Linked DNA regions of Sus scrofa: regions 2 and 3 are each linked to region 1. The links are chromatin contacts, called in public Hi-C maps. All regions are on one chromosome and are shown on one strand. The core of a region is the stretch at or near the end of the contact, and the rest is flanking DNA. Distances in the headings are between cores, read along the strand shown.

The links. Hi-C and Micro-C count contacts between places; a contact is called where the count stands out from the background.
Region 2: a contact with region 1 is called in a Hi-C map of skeletal muscle, with 4 times the contacts expected there. The contact joins the promoter of SPON2 here to the promoter of UVSSA in region 1. A contact is called at or near these places in 16 of 47 Hi-C or Micro-C datasets (alveolar macrophages, blood, embryonic fibroblasts and 8 more).
Region 3: a contact with region 1 is called in a Hi-C map of skeletal muscle, with 10 times the contacts expected there. The contact joins the promoter of CTBP1 here to the promoter of UVSSA in region 1. A contact is called at or near these places in 3 of 5 promoter capture datasets (fetal liver, fetal skeletal muscle and liver), 19 of 47 Hi-C or Micro-C datasets (blood, embryonic fibroblasts, fetal heart ventricle and 10 more) and 2 of 2 datasets of contacts at active chromatin or transcription factors (alveolar macrophages and skeletal muscle).

What each region holds. Positions count from the first base shown.
Region 1 is chr8:571,847-574,974 of Sscrofa11.1, reverse strand. UVSSA (UV-stimulated scaffold protein A) reads right to left here and starts at 1,674. Exons shown (of 14, transcript XM_021100878.1): 1 at 1,522-1,674; 2 at 451-586. The coding sequence starts at 548.
Region 2 is chr8:449,177-452,304 of Sscrofa11.1, reverse strand. It overlaps SPON2 (spondin-2), which reads left to right and starts at 1,476. Exons shown (of 6, transcript XM_021100861.1): 1 at 1,476-1,817; 2 at 2,138-2,363; 3 at 2,724-2,947; 4 at 3,017-3,128. The coding sequence starts at 1,491.
Region 3 is chr8:495,020-498,147 of Sscrofa11.1, reverse strand. CTBP1 (C-terminal-binding protein 1) reads left to right here and starts at 1,638. Exons shown (of 10, transcript XM_021100867.1): 1 at 1,638-1,865.

The DNA.
Region 1 (3,128 bases), core at 425-2,924:
AAAGACAGGTAGGTCCTCAAAACAAAGCAAATGAAACCAAGTGTTCTCTTGTGGCGCAGCCGATTAAGGACCTAGGGTTGTCACTACTGTGGCTCGGGTTCAATCCCTGGCCCAGGAACTTCCACATGCCAAACAGGCAGCCAGGAAAAACCAGACAGGTAGGTCCTGCTGAGCCGCAGAGCCCACTCTGACCTCCAGCCTCCTTCCCGTGGTACGGAAAGGCAGAACCCGCAGCCCCGCTGTGTCCTCCCCACCTCAGGACAGGACCACTGCCCCGGCTGGGGGCCGCAGGGCCCTGGGAGTGTTCCTTTGCCGCTTCTTCCCCAGCAGATGGGCATCCTGGGGACAGGCAGGGGAGGGCTGACCCCAGGGGGAGCTGGACAACCTCCCAGGGCTGTCAGGACTTGTGGAGCCAGCCCGTCACCGTGAAAGGCTGAACCTCAGACGTACTTGCAAATCTTCTTCAGCTCCTTCATCTTCCCAGGACTCAGCTGGGGTTCTCCCGACATCGTGAGCTCTTCCACCAACTTTGAGAGCTGCTGCTCCATGTGTAGAAATGCGGAGCACAGAGGTGCTAAGCAACTACCTGTAGGGGCACGCGGTACTTCAGGGCTCTTGACTTTATTAACGACTGTGTGCTGGGCTCTACTGCATGCTGGGCACTGGGACATGGGTGCAAGGCTGGGTCCTCACGGCCTGGCCTCTGCCAGATGAACCTCCTGGACCATCTCACAGGGGTTGCTGTGTTTCTGTGAAATACCACAATTCAAGGCGAGATGCCAGGCCGGGCCAAGGACTCTGGGGGAGTAATTAAGAAAAGGACAATAACTCTCACGCTGAGCGGGGCAGAGGCTGCAGTCAAGGCTCTGTCCCACCCATCCCGAGTTAAGGGAAGGAACGGAACTGTCTGCGTTACGTTTAAATCAGTTTTCCACACGACTGCCGCGGCGCCTCTTCCCTGCCAACTCTGCTATTCACCCGCAGGCCACAGGCAGCCTCCAGAGAGCAAAGCCAGTGGCTGCGACTTGACCACCGCGCGGGGCGCCGCCCAGAGACCGGTGTCCAGGAGGCCAAGGCGCCCGCGCAGCAGGTGCGCAGGCAGGAAGGGGCCGGGTCGCTCAACGCCCACGGGGGCACGGGTGGCCAGGACGCCTGGGGGGCCGTAGGGCTCAGCTTCATTGGGCGGAAGGAGGGACGGACGGGGCAGGTGTGCCCAGCCTCCCCCGGCGCGCTCGCCAACGGTAACGTGTAGGGTCACGACATGGGCTCAATACACCCGCGGCGGCCGAGGCCAGGGTCCCTCTCTCGAGCACACCCCCAGCACCGCGCGGCCCAAGGACCCGTCGGGCCGACCTGCGGGTGCGTGGGGAGCCCCGGCGGCGGGGAGGCGGGGCCGGGAGCAGCGTCCGGGGAGGGGTGCAGGAGGGGCGTCCCGCGAGAAGGCGCGCCCTCGGACCCCGCCCCGCCGCCCCTTCCCCCTGCCCCTTCCCCCCCCAGCGGCGCGGCGACCTCGGCACCTACCGCGCGACCAGGCCGCTCGCCTCGCCCCGCCCTTCCGGCGAAGGGCCCGCCCCCGTCACGTGCCCCCGATCGCTGCAGTGGTTGGCTCGCTCCGGCCCCGGCGGCGCGAGGGCGAAGGTCGGCGCGGCCAGGACCGCATCGACCGGGCGACGCCGCCGCCGCTGTCACGCTAGCCCGCCCCTTCCGGTGGGGGCCCCGCCCACGCCTGTCACATGACCCCGAGCGACGGCGGGCCCTGACCCGGGAGGCGCGGATGCCGGGTCGCGGCCGAAGTCTGCGCGGTGACGCAGGCGCGCTCCCGGCGGGGGCGGGGCCGCTGGGGAGAGCGACGCGCGAGAAAAAGGAGGCGGGCGGGCGCAGCAAGTCCTTAAAGGGGCCGCGTGCGCGGGCCAAGGGTGGGGCGGGCCTGAGGGGTGCGAACGCGGCCTCCTCCGCGCGACCGCTGGAAGGGTGGCGGTGCTCGGGTCAGCCCCCGCGACAGGGCGTCCGGACGGGCACCGCTCGGAGGGCCCGAATGGGGACAGGGTGGAGGCGGGTGCCCCCAGCCCTCCGCCGAGGGTTGCGACCCTGCTGTCGGCAAAGAGCGTCGGCTGCGCGGCTGTGTTTCCCAGGTCCGAGGGCCGCGCAGGGAGCGGTGTCCGGGGCACCCTTCCAGGCCTGTTTCCCGCCCGCCCGGTGGTCCCACGAAACGGAGGCGGGGGCTCCTCGGCTTGGGCATTTGCTCCTCACGCAGCCGGGGACCCCAAGTGCCAGGTGATGCCCCCGAGCCAGTGGACCGCCGTGGGCCAGCCGCCGGGACATGTGCACCAGGTGTTCTCCCGCCCGCCGCTTCCCGCCTCCCAGCCCCGGGCGCCCGGCCCTCTGTTGGGCTCTGCGCCGCAGCCCAGGGCCTCCACACCGGCCGCGCCCCCGCTCTTGTTTCTGCCTTCCCTTGGCAGGCCCGCTTGGCTCTCAGTGCCCACGGCACCAGCACAGACGGGCGCCAGGGAGCGAGCGAGTTGGGGGTTTTCAGGGCCGGGGAGGGGCAGAGTGGAGCGAAGGCACTGAAGACGGGCACCTCCCGGAAGGTGGACGTCGCGGCCATGGCACAGGCCTTCGTGCAGCGGTGGAGACAGCCCCGTGCCCCTCAGGTGACGGGGCAGAGTGGGCCTGCCTTCAGCCAAAACCGGCTGCAGCACTGGTGCGCTTCAACAGGGGTTCGCCTTCAAAACAGGACACTAGGTGAAAGGAGGCCGTCACAAAGGCCAGATGGAGGGTGAGGCCATTTAGACGGCAATGCTTGCAAAAGGCAAGTCCAAAGCAGACTTGTCACCCGTGTGGGCTGCTGTCGGGGTGAAGGGAAGCAGCTGCTGATGGCCGCAGAGGTTCTTTTTTGGGGTGACAAACATGATCTAGACTTTTTTTTAATGGTTTTTATTTTTTCCATTGTAGCAGGTTTACATGATCTAGACTTTTTTGGCCACTCCCCAGGCATGCTTAAATTCCCAGGCCGGGGATGGAACCTGCACCACAGCAGTGACAATGCTGAGTCTTCACCTGCTGGACCACCAGGGAGCTCCCGTGATCTGGAATTAGAAGTGGTTGCCCATCTCATCACCATACTAAAC
Region 2 (3,128 bases), core at 227-2,726, 120 kb after region 1:
GGCAGGGAGTCCAGAACCAGTGTGAGCCCACCCCGCCTGGCCAGGCTCCCCGCCGCAGGTCCCCTGGCCCCAGGTCTCCCTCTGTGCCCCCTCTGAGCAGAGCCAAACACTGGCCCCTCACCACGCCCCATGTGTCCTGAGTGTCCTCTCAGGCATGCTCTTGGCAGACATACCGCCACCAAAGGACGTGCCCCTGGCCACCCTCCTCCCGGCCCCGCCCGGGTCCCAGCCTTCAGTCTCCACCAGCAGCACACGGAGGTGGAGCCCCGGGGTGGTGGAGGGGAGCCTCCTGTAACATGGGGCCAGCCCCAAGGCCCCCACTGTTGAGGCTGCGCCTGAGCCAGCAGGGGGTGGGGGTGGGGTCCAGGCCCACCTCCCACGTCTCTCCAAGGACAGGTCGTGAGCAGACACTCGGCCCTTTCCACTCGTGCCCTCTCCAGGGTGTAGGGACTCCCCAGGAGCCCCGAGGCACACCCTGGCGTCCAGCCAGCGTCCCTCGTGTCGCGTCGGCCCAAGGCGGGCCTTTCTGCGGGACGCCCACCAGCGCCTCCGGCCGGGTCCCCCAGGCAGACAGACAGACAGACAGACAGCCACCCGAGCCGCTTCCTCGCAGAGGCTCTTTTTGAAAAAGATGGTTGTTTCTGTAAATCTCTTCTGTTTATGCTGCTGCGTAATCAGTTTATTTTCACTCTAAAGTGAGTCAGTAAAAGTGTCCTGAGTGTTTCCATGAGGGTCCCCAACAGGGCGAGGTCGGCTGATGTCACCCCCCGACACAGGCGCTCCTGGGGTCTGTGATTTTTCGGAGCGTAAGGGGTCCCACCAGGCTGGGGAACCACCAAGGCGGACTCTGCCTGCGGCCTGAGGCCCGGGTTTGCAGCCCCTTTCCCACAGGCATGTCATTTCCTTGAAACACGGTTCGATCGTTTGCTTTTGTTTGCATTCTATTCTTGTTGATTCTGTTTCTTTTCTCTCTTTGGGGGAACATGTAAACCATTACCATGGCTTCAGAATTCAGAGCGCTTTCTTCCAAGCTTTAAAGCTCCCTGGGAGGCTCCCGCGAGTGAGACCACTCACCGCCTTGGCTTCCCAGCTCCTGACCCCGTGACCAGGGTCTGGGAGCATTTTCCAGACTCTGCCACGGCCCCTGCTGCCTCCCTGAGTCCCTGGGGCTCTCCCCCAAGGAGGACGCCGGGGGCCTGGGGAGGGGGCGGGCAGCTGCGGGGTTCTGATGCCCCTCGGAGGGACAGTGGCCAGCAGCTTGGCCAGCACGGCCACTCCGCACCGCCCTGTGAACCGGAAGGAGGCAGCAGGGCTTGCTGAACCCAAAGCCCAGGGCCGGACACCTCCCCTGCTGCCCCCCAGCTGGGACCGCATCTGCCAAGGGGCCCCCTCGTCCCACCCCGTCCTGAGGGCGGCACGCACTGGCTGCGCAGCCCGGCTCTCCCTGCTGGCTTTGGCACCACCTCTAGGGAGACACTAGGAAGGGCCTGATGGGAAGGAGGGGACTGGGGGGAGGGGAGGGCCAGGGGAAGACAAAGGAAGGGGTGCGGCGAGTGGCCCCCGCCCAGGGGAGGAGTGACCTCAGCCCGAGCGGCATCTGTTCGGCGTCAGAGGCCGGCGGGCGGCCAGGCGCTCCGGCACCCAGCCCCTTCCTCTCCCTCTCCCCGCGTCCCATCCAGCGCTCTCCGCGGTGGAGGCCCTGGGGCCTCATTGGCCGCCCGGGCGCTGACCGCGGCATAAATTGGAGCTCTGGGCGCCTGCGGGGACCTTTGGCCGCCCACAGCCCGGCTGCCAGCCCCTCCCGTCGGTCCTGCTGGGTGAGTACTGCATGTGCGTGTGCCGCCCTCCCAGCTCTGTCCCCCAGCTCAGAAACCCGCAGCACCCCAGGAGGGGCCTGCGTGTGCCACCGCGTCAGGGCGCAGCAGTCCCCAGGCTCTCTCAGACGCCAGATGCAGAGGCGTGTGGCCGGGGAAAGCCGCCGGGCGCCGAGCCGCTCTGAGCTGCCGTGCCAGGCGTGACCTGCCAACACCGGCTTTCCAGCCTCGGGGTCAGGAGCCCAGACGGGAGCACGGGGGTGTGCCCGGCACCCCCGTGTGTCAGGACCGCGGCGCAGCGAGGGCCCTCCTTCTCCCCGCAGGTGATGGGAACCGTGAGTGCGGTCGCCCCCCGGGCCCGCGCCCTCTGGGCCCTCCTCCTGGCCTCTCTTGGCACCGCTGCCGGGCAGCCGCTGGGAGGAGAGTCCGTGTGCACGGCCCAGCCCCTGGCCAAGTATGGCATCACCTTCACGGGCAAGTGGAGCCAGGCGGCCTTCCCCAAGCAGTACCCGCTGTTCCGCCCGCCCGCGCAGTGGTCTGCCCTCCTGGGTGAGTGCCGCCCCACCTCCACATGTCCTGCAGGAGGGCCTGTCACCCGACGGGCGCCCTGCACGTCACAGTTTTGAGGGCACGCTCACCCAATGCACCTCGATGCGAGAAGCGCCTGCTAAGCGCCTACTGTGTGCCGGCAGCAGTGTCCTGGGCTTGGGGATGTGGCGGGGCAGCACGGCCAGGGTCAGGGGAAGGGCCCACTGGACGCTGGTCACGCGGCCAAGGCACCGGGCAGGGTGAGGCCCCCCGCAAGGCGTCCACCCGCGTGCGTGACAGGTGGCCGTGCTCGGGCCCAGTGGAGGAGGGTCAGCGTCCCGGCCTGGGCGGCGGCTCCGGCTCACGCAGCCGCGTCCCCAGGGGCAGCGCACAGCTCTGACTACAGCCTGTGGAGGAAGGACCAGTATGTCAGCAATGGGCTGAGGGACTTCGTGGAGCGGGGCGAGGCCTGGGCCCTGATGAGGGAGATGGAGGCGGCCGGGGAGAAGCTGCAGAGCGTGCACGGCGTGTTCTCCGCCCCCGCCGTGCCCAGCGGCACCGGGCAGACCTCCACGGAGCTGGAGGTCCACTCCAGGCACTCGCTCGTGAGTGGGGAGGTGCCGGGGGGGGGGCGTGGGCGGGGGGGGGGGCGCCCACTGAGCACTCGGCCCCAGGTGTCCTTCGCAGTCCGCATCATTCCCAGCCCCGACTGGTTTGTGGGCGTCGACAGCCTGGACCTGTGTGACGGGGACCACTGGAGGGAGCAGGTGGCCGTGGACCTCCACC
Region 3 (3,128 bases), core at 389-2,888, 77 kb after region 1:
AGAAGCTGCAAGGCTTGCACCTGGGCAAACATCTCCTCCCGCAACAAATACAAAGAAACCACAAGGGACTAAAAATACCTGTGGGCAGGCAGGTGGGGCGGATTAGGGGCAGGAAGATACAAAAAGACTAAAAGCCCCATCGCCACTTCTGACGAGAGGAGATGGAGAGCAGAGCACCGTGCGGGCCTCCTGCGCACACAGTGCCACCCAAGACGTGGGCAGGCCACTTAAACCGCCCCTCTGGCCTGAACCCTGCACCCACCCCTACCCACACCCCATGTAAGGAGTCAGCCCGCCCCCCCCCCCGCCCCCTGGCCCCGTGGGCGAACAAGCAAGGGAACTGTGGTCTGCTGCCCACCCCGGCCCGTGCTGCAACCGGGGCGCCAGGAAAGCCTTGCCGGAGTTCACCTGTCGGCCACTTTCCAATTTCTATGGGTTAAGAAGGCCAAGGGCCCGGGATGGTACCAGAACAGGTATCAAGGGACACCTTGGGTCTCAGGCCGGGAGGTGCCAAGACAGGACAGGAAGAGCTGGCGGAGGCGGGCCAGACCACATCCGGGATCCTGCCCTGGACCACGCGGAGTGAGACAACGGGCGGGGTGTGTGCACAAGACAGGCGCCAGGTCTGGAATTCTGATCTTCCCTCCAAGACGCGTTTGGTGTCTGCGATTAGGAAAGTTCTCGAAGAGATTTGCTGAATGATCAACCACATCCTATTTTCTCATTTCCCCACATGTCCTAGTTAATCCAGTTTAGGAGGTGTTTTCATAGAGGCATAACATATCTTCAGAGAGGTTACAAGCATCTGTTTTACAGACAGACACCCAGTTCTCGTCACGCTTTCTTGCGTCCACTCACACTTCTCTGATTTATGGACTTTAAAGATGTATAGACAACAGGGTTGGTTTCAGGATGGCCCATCATGTTTCATCAACTGTACCAACACTTGAGTGCTGGTCACGGCTGTTGCCTTTTAAGGAAGTGATTTTTGGAGTTCCCGTTGTGGCTCAGTAGGTTAAGAACCCGACTAACAGCCATGAAGATGCAGGTTTGATCCCTGGCCTCGCTCCGTGGATTAAGGATCTGGCTTCCGATCAAGCTGCGGTGTAGGTCACAGATGCCGCTAGGATCTTGCGTTGCTGTGGCTGTGGTGCAGGCTGGCAGCTGCAGCTCTGATTTGACTCGTAGCCTGGGAACTGCCATGTGCTTTGGGTGTGGCCCTAAAAAAAAAAAAAAAATCTTTTTACCTGGGAAGAGAGTTATACCGCCCATCCTCATGGCCACCTCGTAGCAACGCAACTCCCAGGACAGTGTGGGTCTGGGGAGAAAGGTCTCCAGAGTCTCCTGGGCCCTGCCCCCGTAACCTCACCCGGGAGACCTGGTTAGCTCCCACCCTGAAAGCCCCCATGACCCTTGGGTGGCAGGTCCCCTCTGGACTCTGGAACTAAGCCCAGGTGCTCTCTCTGGGGCTGAGGCGGTGCTCACCCTGACACCTGCTTCAGCCACATCTGGCTGCTTCCCAGGGACCCCACCCCCACCCCAGACCTAGGCAAGTCCCTGCCCTTGGCTTCGAGCAGCTGTCCTGGGGACTCCTGTCCAGGCTGCTCCGCCCAGACACGCCCTCCTCGGTCCCTGGAACCCAAGCACAAGGCCAGGGTTTCCCAGAGAAACCCTCCCGCGTTTGTGCCGCTGCCTCCCACGACCTTGCAGCCGCCAGGAGTCCAAAGGACATTCAAACCACCGGTACCCAGAAGCGCATTCGCTCGCCCAGCCGCCAGCAGGAAGGTGCGAGACCGGTGCGGCCCCGAGGGTGCGGATGACAGCAAGTTCAGCCCATCAGTCAAGGCCCAGTGGATTACAAGCAGGTGGGGCCTGGCAGGTTCAGGGCTGGTGAACGTGGGGGCAGGTGGGATCTGGAGGGTTCGGGGCAGGTGCGTGTGCGGGCAGGCGGGGCCTTGGGGCTTCTCAGCAAGTGAGTCTGCATGTGCTGGGCAGGTGCATGTGCGGGTGCGGGGCGGCGCGGCCGGCGGGGGCGGGGGAGCCCGCAGGCCGGGCGCGGCGGGCGCGGCGGGCGGGGCGGGCGGGCGCGGCCTGCAGCCGTCCGCGTGGTCCTGCGCGGCGCCCGCGCCTGGAAACAGGAGGCCGCCGCGCCGGAAGCCCCGCCCGCGCGCGCGCCCTGTCCCCGCCCGGTGGAGCGGCTGCTGGCGCGGCGCGGCGGCTCGGCACGGCGGCGCCCGGCGCAGGCGAGCGGGTGGAGCAGCGGACGGCGCCCAGGCCGCCCCACGCGCCGGGCTCGCGGCGGAGCGCGCCGGACTCGTCGGAGCCCGCGGCCGCCCGCGCCTTTCAATGGGCAGCTCGCACTTGCTCAACAAGGGCCTGCCGCTCGGTAAGGCCGCGCGCGCGCATTTCCGGCCGCGGGGGCGGGGCGGGGCGGGGCCGCGGGGGCGGGCGGGGCGGGCGCGGGCCCGGCTTTGTGTGCGAGTGCGCGTGCGCGCCGGCGCCGGCGCGCCTCCGGCCGGGGGCGGGGCCCGGGAGCGCCGCGCGCGTGCGCGTGCTGCTGCGTGCGAGTGCGCGTGCGCCGCCGCCCGACCCGCCTGCGCAGGTGACACAAAGGGGCGCGGGGGCCCTGGGACCCCCGCACCCAGGGTGCAGGCCCCGCCAGGCTGGCGCAGCCCTTGCTGGTGGGGCCCTGCGGAGCGGTCTGGCGCGCCGATCGGGGACCCGGCGTCGCTCGTGGCCGGACTGCGGAGCCGAAGCGGCCCTCCGCGAATCCGCGGCGCGGTGTCTTCCCTCACGCTTTGCTCGCCCTTTCGATCCCCACCGGCTTATGAAACGTCCGAAGTGCTGCGTCTGCCGAGGCGGCGCCCTTCCCGCTCACCAGGCGGAGGTGGCAGCAGGGCGCCCGCCTCCTTCTCTGAGCCTGTCTGTTTCCACCTGAGTACCTAGAGTGGTGTGACCCGCTTCTGTTTGTCCCCAGGCACCTTATGCCGCTCTTGTTTTGAGAAGTGACAGGAGCAGGCACCATCCGTGCCCCCGGCAGCACTGGGGCCCTGAGCCTGGGGCTGGCCGGGGAAGGCCGGGTGGGGGGCCCCCCCGGGGTGGTGTTGGTTTGCTGGCCGCTGTCTACA